Regions from separate parts of the Zea mays genome. Here region 1 is linked to region 2. The links are chromatin contacts, called in public Hi-C maps. All regions are on one chromosome and are shown on one strand. Each heading gives the region's core, a stretch centred on a gene start, on an enhancer-like site or on the middle of the called end of the contact. The rest is flanking DNA. Distances are from core to core; before and after follow the strand shown. Region 1 holds the start of LOC100281239 (dehydration-responsive element-binding protein 1D). Region 2 overlaps LOC103646054 (protein CTR9 homolog).

Region 1 (3,193 bases), core at 598-3,097, 66 kb after region 2:
ACCAAAAGTCCTGTCGAGTAGCTATTCAATAGTTGTTGATGCAGAAAATTCTCGAGATGCCCCGTTAAAATAATAGGAGATCAAACTGTCAGATGGTAACCACAGTAAGGGCTAGTTTGGAAGTTAGAAAACCGAACGGGATTGGAGGGACTAGAATCTCCTTAGCCCCTCCAATTCTCTCTGGTTTTGTGGCTTCCAAACTAGCCCTGAATGAATGAATATTCAGAAAAATCCCGAAGAATGTTATTTAAATAAGGTATTTAGTTATTTATGAAAGATTTTCCGTCCCTGAATTTATCCCACTTTACTTTCAAACTAGCTCTGTATGTATTTATCTATCTATCATGTGGATAATTGCCAGTTTGGCACAGTCACGTGGAGACTGAAAAACCGAAGTGCTTCTTAGCCTCATTCTTTCTGAATTCTGAAACTGAAGTATAGGCCAATAGGAAAGGTTATTGGAATGCTAAAACAGCGTCGCATACAAGATCGTCTGAAGAAACGACCTTGCATAAATCCGACAGTAGAAGCATGACTGGCCTGCTAGCAAACTTGAGGATCAACCATCCGGGGCTACAGATGCGGCAGCAAAACCCTTTGCTGTCAGTACTACTAAACAATAGCCTGAGCAGCACGAACTTTCAAAATGTTGGAACATACAGGGTAGGGACAAACAAGTCTTTGCCTCCCTTTTTTCCAATCCATATATTTTGCTCCTGCAGTGGACATTCATCCATAGAGCACATATGTTTTCAGTTCAGGTAAATTCCACTAAACATCACACGGCAACTTGATTGACATCGCTGCAGGTTCAAACGCTCAGCAGGCTCTGCTGTTTATTACACCATGTGGTTCTTATCTTACGTAACTTATAAGAGGGCGTCCGCACCAAGTGCCATATCTGGCGCCAAGGCTACCTTGGCCGTGTTAGCGCCAAATGTGCAGAGACAGCCGCTCAAAACCTAAGCACACTCCTCTGCTCCTTCTGACTGCATTGCGATTGCGATTCGTCAGAAGAGCAGGGAAACAGTACAGACATCATCAGCACACCATAAGCTGTATGTACACAGGGTCCTTGTTGGTACCAGACGCGCTCGATCAGTAGCTCCAAAGACTGACCTCGCATTCGTACTCGTCCTCGATCCACGCCGACTGCCCAGCGGCCGGCTGCGGCGGGTCGATGAGCATCCCCTGCGCCATGTCAAGGTACCCACGCATCTCGAACTCCAGCCCGTCGTCCACCGGGTAGTAAGGGAATTCGCCGCCGCCGAGGTCGCCGCTCCCCATCGCGCAGGGCGCCGCCGCCGCCGCCTCGGCCGCCGCCTCGGAACCTCCCACATTGCGCTCCCCGGGCTGCGGGCGGAACAGCTCGGCCGCCTCCACCGCGGCGCGGCGTATCTCGTCGTGGCCGGCGCCCTGCGCGGGCACGCGCAGCCTGCGCGGCGAGTCGGCGAAGTTGAGGCAGGCGGCGCGGCCGCGCAGCGCCAGCGCGGCCACGTCGTGCGCGCGCGCCGCCATCTCGGCGGTCTCGAAGGTGCCGAGCCAGATCCGCTGCCGGCCGTGCGGCTCCCGCACCTCGCAGACCCACCGCCCGGGGTTCCTGCTGCGCACGCCCTTGTACACCGGGTGCCTCGTCTCCTTGAACTTGGTCCGCCCCGCGCGCCGCTTCGGCGGCGCCGACGACACCGTCATGTAGGCGTCCTCGTCCCCGCCGCCGCCGCCGCTCGCCGGCGTCGAGTAGCCACTGCCGTAGTACGCCCAGTCCATCGATCGATCAGTCGACTGGAGAAGGAGGAGCGTTTTGGATTGTGTGTGTGTGCGTGGGTGGGTGTGGCCTGCAGCAGGTTCGAATTTGGGAGGGAAGCGGCGGGCGACGGTTTATATTTATATGGCTCGGAAGGATCGGATAGCTGGACGGGTTAGTCGGGGACAGGGACGTACGGACGCGGGCGCGTGCACTGCAGCAACGCGGCGTGACACAAGGGGCGCCAGCCAGGCGAAAGGGCGATGTCGTCCGATGCGCGAGGCGGGATGGTGGCGGGTTGGGCTCGCGCGGGTTCTGGTTCTGGTTGGGTGGGGCGCTGGGCCTGTCTGTCGGACCAGCTGGAGGCCGAGCGGAAGCGGACAGGGACGCGCGCAACGCGCAGGCATGGGGGGGCTACGGCGGGCGGACTCGGTCACCCAGCAGAGCACGCACGGTGGTGGGCTGGGCTTTGTTGTCTTTGCTGATACTCCAGCGCCGCCGGGCTGCGGTGCGGGCGCGAAGGATGGAGATTGAGCTGGCCTTTAAAGCGGAGACGGGCTGACGTGGACCCGAGTGAGTTGGACTCGCAGAGCGCGTGATCTGTGTCGGAGCCGTATTATGGGTACATGCTCCTCTGGGCGTGTGGGGGGTCTTCTCGGGCTTGCGGTTTTCAGCTGATGACGACAGCGCCGGTTTTTGAATAGGTCCACGAGGCGAGATGCATCTGCATCTCAGTGCTCGCTCGGGAATCCGGATGGGTCCGCCGTCCACTGGGGCCCGTAGAAAGTGCGAGAGATTGTCGCCTCTACAGTTATCCTTGCTACCCGTAGATTAGATTCGTCCTCAGCTGTTACAGTTATCTTGGACAGAGATATTGCGTCCAAGCTTTACAGGAGCAAATCTATCTACACAACTAATTCAAACGCCCGGCGGCCGATCTACAGTACCATCTGGCATTTGATCTGTCTGAGTCGGTTCAATTATGCATCTCCGATGATAGGGAACTTGCGCCGGGCCTCGTTGATGTTGTCGGAAAAATAATCCAACCCAACCCAGGTTAGAGGACCATAGCCCAGTGGCCCCAGACGGCCAGATTCCCTGTGTGCATCAGGGACAAATGCACGGCGAGGGGCACGGACGAACCCCACACGTCCGTGACGCCATGATTTCGGTTCGTTTCGACCGCGCGCGGCCCACACCGCCCTTCGCTCGCCGCCAGAGGGCTCACCCGTACCGCTGCGGCCTGTTGATCCGCCAGGCGCGTAGGGCGTAGGCCCCTCGCCAACGGCCAAGCCGCGCTTTGGCCGTGTCCGCCTGCTCGTCTCGTTGTCGTCGGGCAAGCATTTTTAGCAGGCAGCGCGTGCGCGGTCAGTGGCGCAGTGCAGCGTCGAGTACGGTACGGGCCAGGCCAGATGCGGACCACACCTCATCTCGGCTGCGGATGTGTGC
Region 2 (3,159 bases), core at 372-2,871:
AAGAGAGATTGTTTTATGATGGCAATGAGCTACCAAAAAAAATGGGGAATTTGTATAAAATATAACATGAGCCACCAACTAAAATATCTAAAAGAACTGTTACTTGCCAACTTGGCATCATTCTTTTTCATGCAGGTCATGTGCTCAGGCTTCCTTCCTTTCTTTTGTAGTGCTGCAAATATGTTGACTATGTGCATTATTGCACATGGTATGTTCTGATTTGTACTGTTTTTTTGTCAGGAACAATGGAAAACATCCAGCAACACCCCTGGCAAGAGAAAAGATAGATCTAAGACTGAAGATGAAGAGGTGGGAAATAAAAAGCGGAGGAGGAAGGGAATTAGGAGGAAGGATCAAAAAACAAAGATGCAGTATGGGGAAGAGGAAGATGAGTACAAAGATGAACCAGAAGCAGATGATGACTATGCAGACCTGGCGAGGTATAATGGCGCTGACAATTCAGAGAGAGCCCCAGATCACCTTCTTGCGGCTGCTGGCCTTGACGATTCTGATGCCGAAGATGACATGGTTAGGACTGTGTTGTTTTTCATAAACAATTATATTCAACATTTTCTATGTACATTTTACCATATATGTTCATTTTTTTACCTTCGGAAAATTGAATTTCAACTTCTAGTGGTTTGCAGTCAAAATTCCTGTCAGATTTAGCTCTTGCCTCTTATGCTTATAACAACCAGCCAACTTCTCTTTTCGACGATTCAAGTGCCAAATTGCCTTAAACACTCCTTTCTGCTGCAGGGTCATCCTCAATCTGCAATAGAACGGAAGAGACGAGCTTGGTCAGAATCTGAAGACGATGAGCCAGTGAAGAAGCCAGCAGCACAACCTAGCCCGGGCGCTGATGGTTTGAGTGAATGAAAGAAACCGAGATGATGTTCTTGCAGTGAAGATTAACATGCATGGGTCTTTGCTTTAGGTTAGCATGGTGTTGAATTGGGGAGATTCAGAACTTCACTATACATAGCTGATAGTCAAGGACTATGTATATACCTTGTTGCCAATCTTGTTTATCGCATTAGATTATGGAGTTGTTTAATCTGCTGGTTTCTGCAATATAACATGGAATCCAGTCCTATTAGATGGTGACTTGTAGGTGTTTTAGTTGGGATGCAAAGTTTTGCACGTCAAGTTTCAGCAGTTAGATTTCCCAATGGACGTATCATGAATTAATGATATCACATTGGCCGATATATGTAGAGAAATGTTGAACATGCTAGTCATCTCAGCAAGAGGACATAAAACTAAGCCAAAACAACAAACTTAAGAGAAATGTTGAACGGGCTAGTTATCTCAGCAAGAGGACATAAAACTAAGCAAAAAGAACGAGCTTAGGACTTGTTTGAATGTACTTGTATCTATCGTAATCCATTATATCTACCTTAAGACTGTTTCCATTATATCTATCTTTTAAGACTGTTTTTATGAGTTCAACCACATGATCCTCCAAAACACTGTTTTACATCGTTTTGCACTGTTCATAGAGTGAAGTTTGAATTATAGGTGTATATTTGGCCTGACCTGATGGGCTTGTTCGAAGCACGGAAAAAAAGTATGGGTCATGTATGGGACGACACGGTCCAAAATATTTTAGTGTTGGGCCGGCACGGGCCAATATATCAGGCTAGGTTTGGGTCGAGGTTACGGCCCATGCACGGGCATGAGCACGACCTATTTAAGTCAGCCACGAAATGACCCATATAGATGCACAAAAAGGCAATCACATCCACGAAATGGTCCATATAGATGTAAGAAAAGGCCATATCTATATGTATACTATATTAAAGCACCAGTTTCAACGGTCGTCCCGCGTCATCTTTTTACAAATAATCTCTCACATCTATTTTAAATTAATCCGTTGCACGCTCATCTCATCAACACACACCTCCGCATATAGATGGCTAAACGCCGGCAAATCGGCGTAAAATGTTATATAAAAAAAGGTGCAAGAGGTGGGGTTCGAACCCACGCCCTGATGGAAGAAGGGCGGGAGACACTAGGTGAAGCTATCTAACTAGTCGAACATCATGCTCATGTGTTTTTAATATTGAATATAAATTGTACATATGTATATATAATTTTTTGTAAAATAAAAAAACATAATTGTGTTAGGCCGGACCAGCACTACAGGCCTAGACACTATTAAATGGGTCGTGCCTCGGGCCGGTGCGTCAGACATGGTCCATTTGGCCATCTATAGCTCCGCACGATAATAATGGTCCTCGCCTCAGTTGTCGCCACCTCGTTCGCTATTCTGTTTCTTTTATCTCTTCCCTCATGCCTCCGCCTCCGCGCCACCCCATTCTCGGCAGATGGCGTGGGAGCAGGCGCCTCCTCCCCGTATTCGTCCAACACCAGCCCCGACACCGACCCACGCAGTGGCTATTGCACGTCCACGTGGACATTTCACTGTATGCATGTGCCATAGTTTTCGTTGTCGTCAGACGTCCCGTTCGTCTTCCCGGCCTAAGGCCATGAGCAAGACCGACTTGCCTCGTACCCACGTCGAAGAGCATCGGCCGGCTCGCGGCTGCGACCGTTGGCGCGGGCAGTACTCGGTGCTATGGAGTTGGTGGTGGTGTTGTGTCGCCTCGGTGGGTCCAGGGCTGAGAAGGCACCCACATTCTCTCGGCCTTCTCGGACTGACGCCTGGTGCGGGTGCCTCTCGGTTTGGAGCTGCTCTAGCTGGGCTTCTTTCTCCACTTGCATGCTCTCTCCCTATATGTATCTAGCGGTATACTACCTATGTCGCCTCCAGATGCCCATGTCTTCGTCGTGTCCTTCTTCGGCAACGAACAGGTATGCCCGTCTCTTTCCTTCACTTCCTACTCTACGAAACCTTGGAAGTGGGGAGGCGAGGGATGGTGTCACTGATTTGCAGCCTATGGTACCCGTTCGATGGCTCGGCATCGTCTGTCTATATGGCCTTTTCCTTACCACAGTGTCGACTCGATATGTTTCTACCGCTTCTATGTACCTATCACCCATCCTTCTGTCATTGCAAAAATTATTGTGTTGTTCCTCTGTTGTTTTGGTTGTTAGTTTTTTTATGATTAAGACTAAACATAATTTGAGTGTGTTAATAGTTTATTTATTATCTGCATATGGTTTGTGTTCTTCTGATGATGGCTCATGGATCCT

Evidence for each region. Hi-C and Micro-C count contacts between places; a contact is called where the count stands out from the background.
Region 1: a Hi-C map of endosperm shows a contact between it and region 2, with 2.1 times the contacts expected there. The contact joins the promoter of LOC100281239 here to the enhancer-like site in region 2. A contact is called at or near these places in 6 of 25 Hi-C or Micro-C datasets (ear, endosperm, leaf and 1 more).

What each region holds. Positions count from the first base shown.
Region 1 is chr2:17,165,702-17,168,894 of Zm-B73-REFERENCE-NAM-5.0, forward strand. LOC100281239 (dehydration-responsive element-binding protein 1D) reads right to left here and starts at 1,848. Exons shown (of 1, transcript NM_001154158.2): 1 at 648-1,848. The coding sequence starts at 1,767. The coding sequence ends at 1,099.
Region 2 is chr2:17,100,215-17,103,373 of Zm-B73-REFERENCE-NAM-5.0, forward strand. LOC103646054 (protein CTR9 homolog) reads left to right here. Exons shown (of 24, transcript XM_008670782.3): 23 at 241-528; 24 at 760-1,211. The coding sequence ends at 879. Among protein-coding and RNA genes, the nearest start is that of LOC103646054, 23 kb to the left of the region's middle. Within about 2 kb of position 1,622, at least 4 of the 20 cell types and tissues checked have an H3K27ac peak or open chromatin away from gene starts, as enhancers often do. A contact at or near this core is called in endosperm, where this site is marked.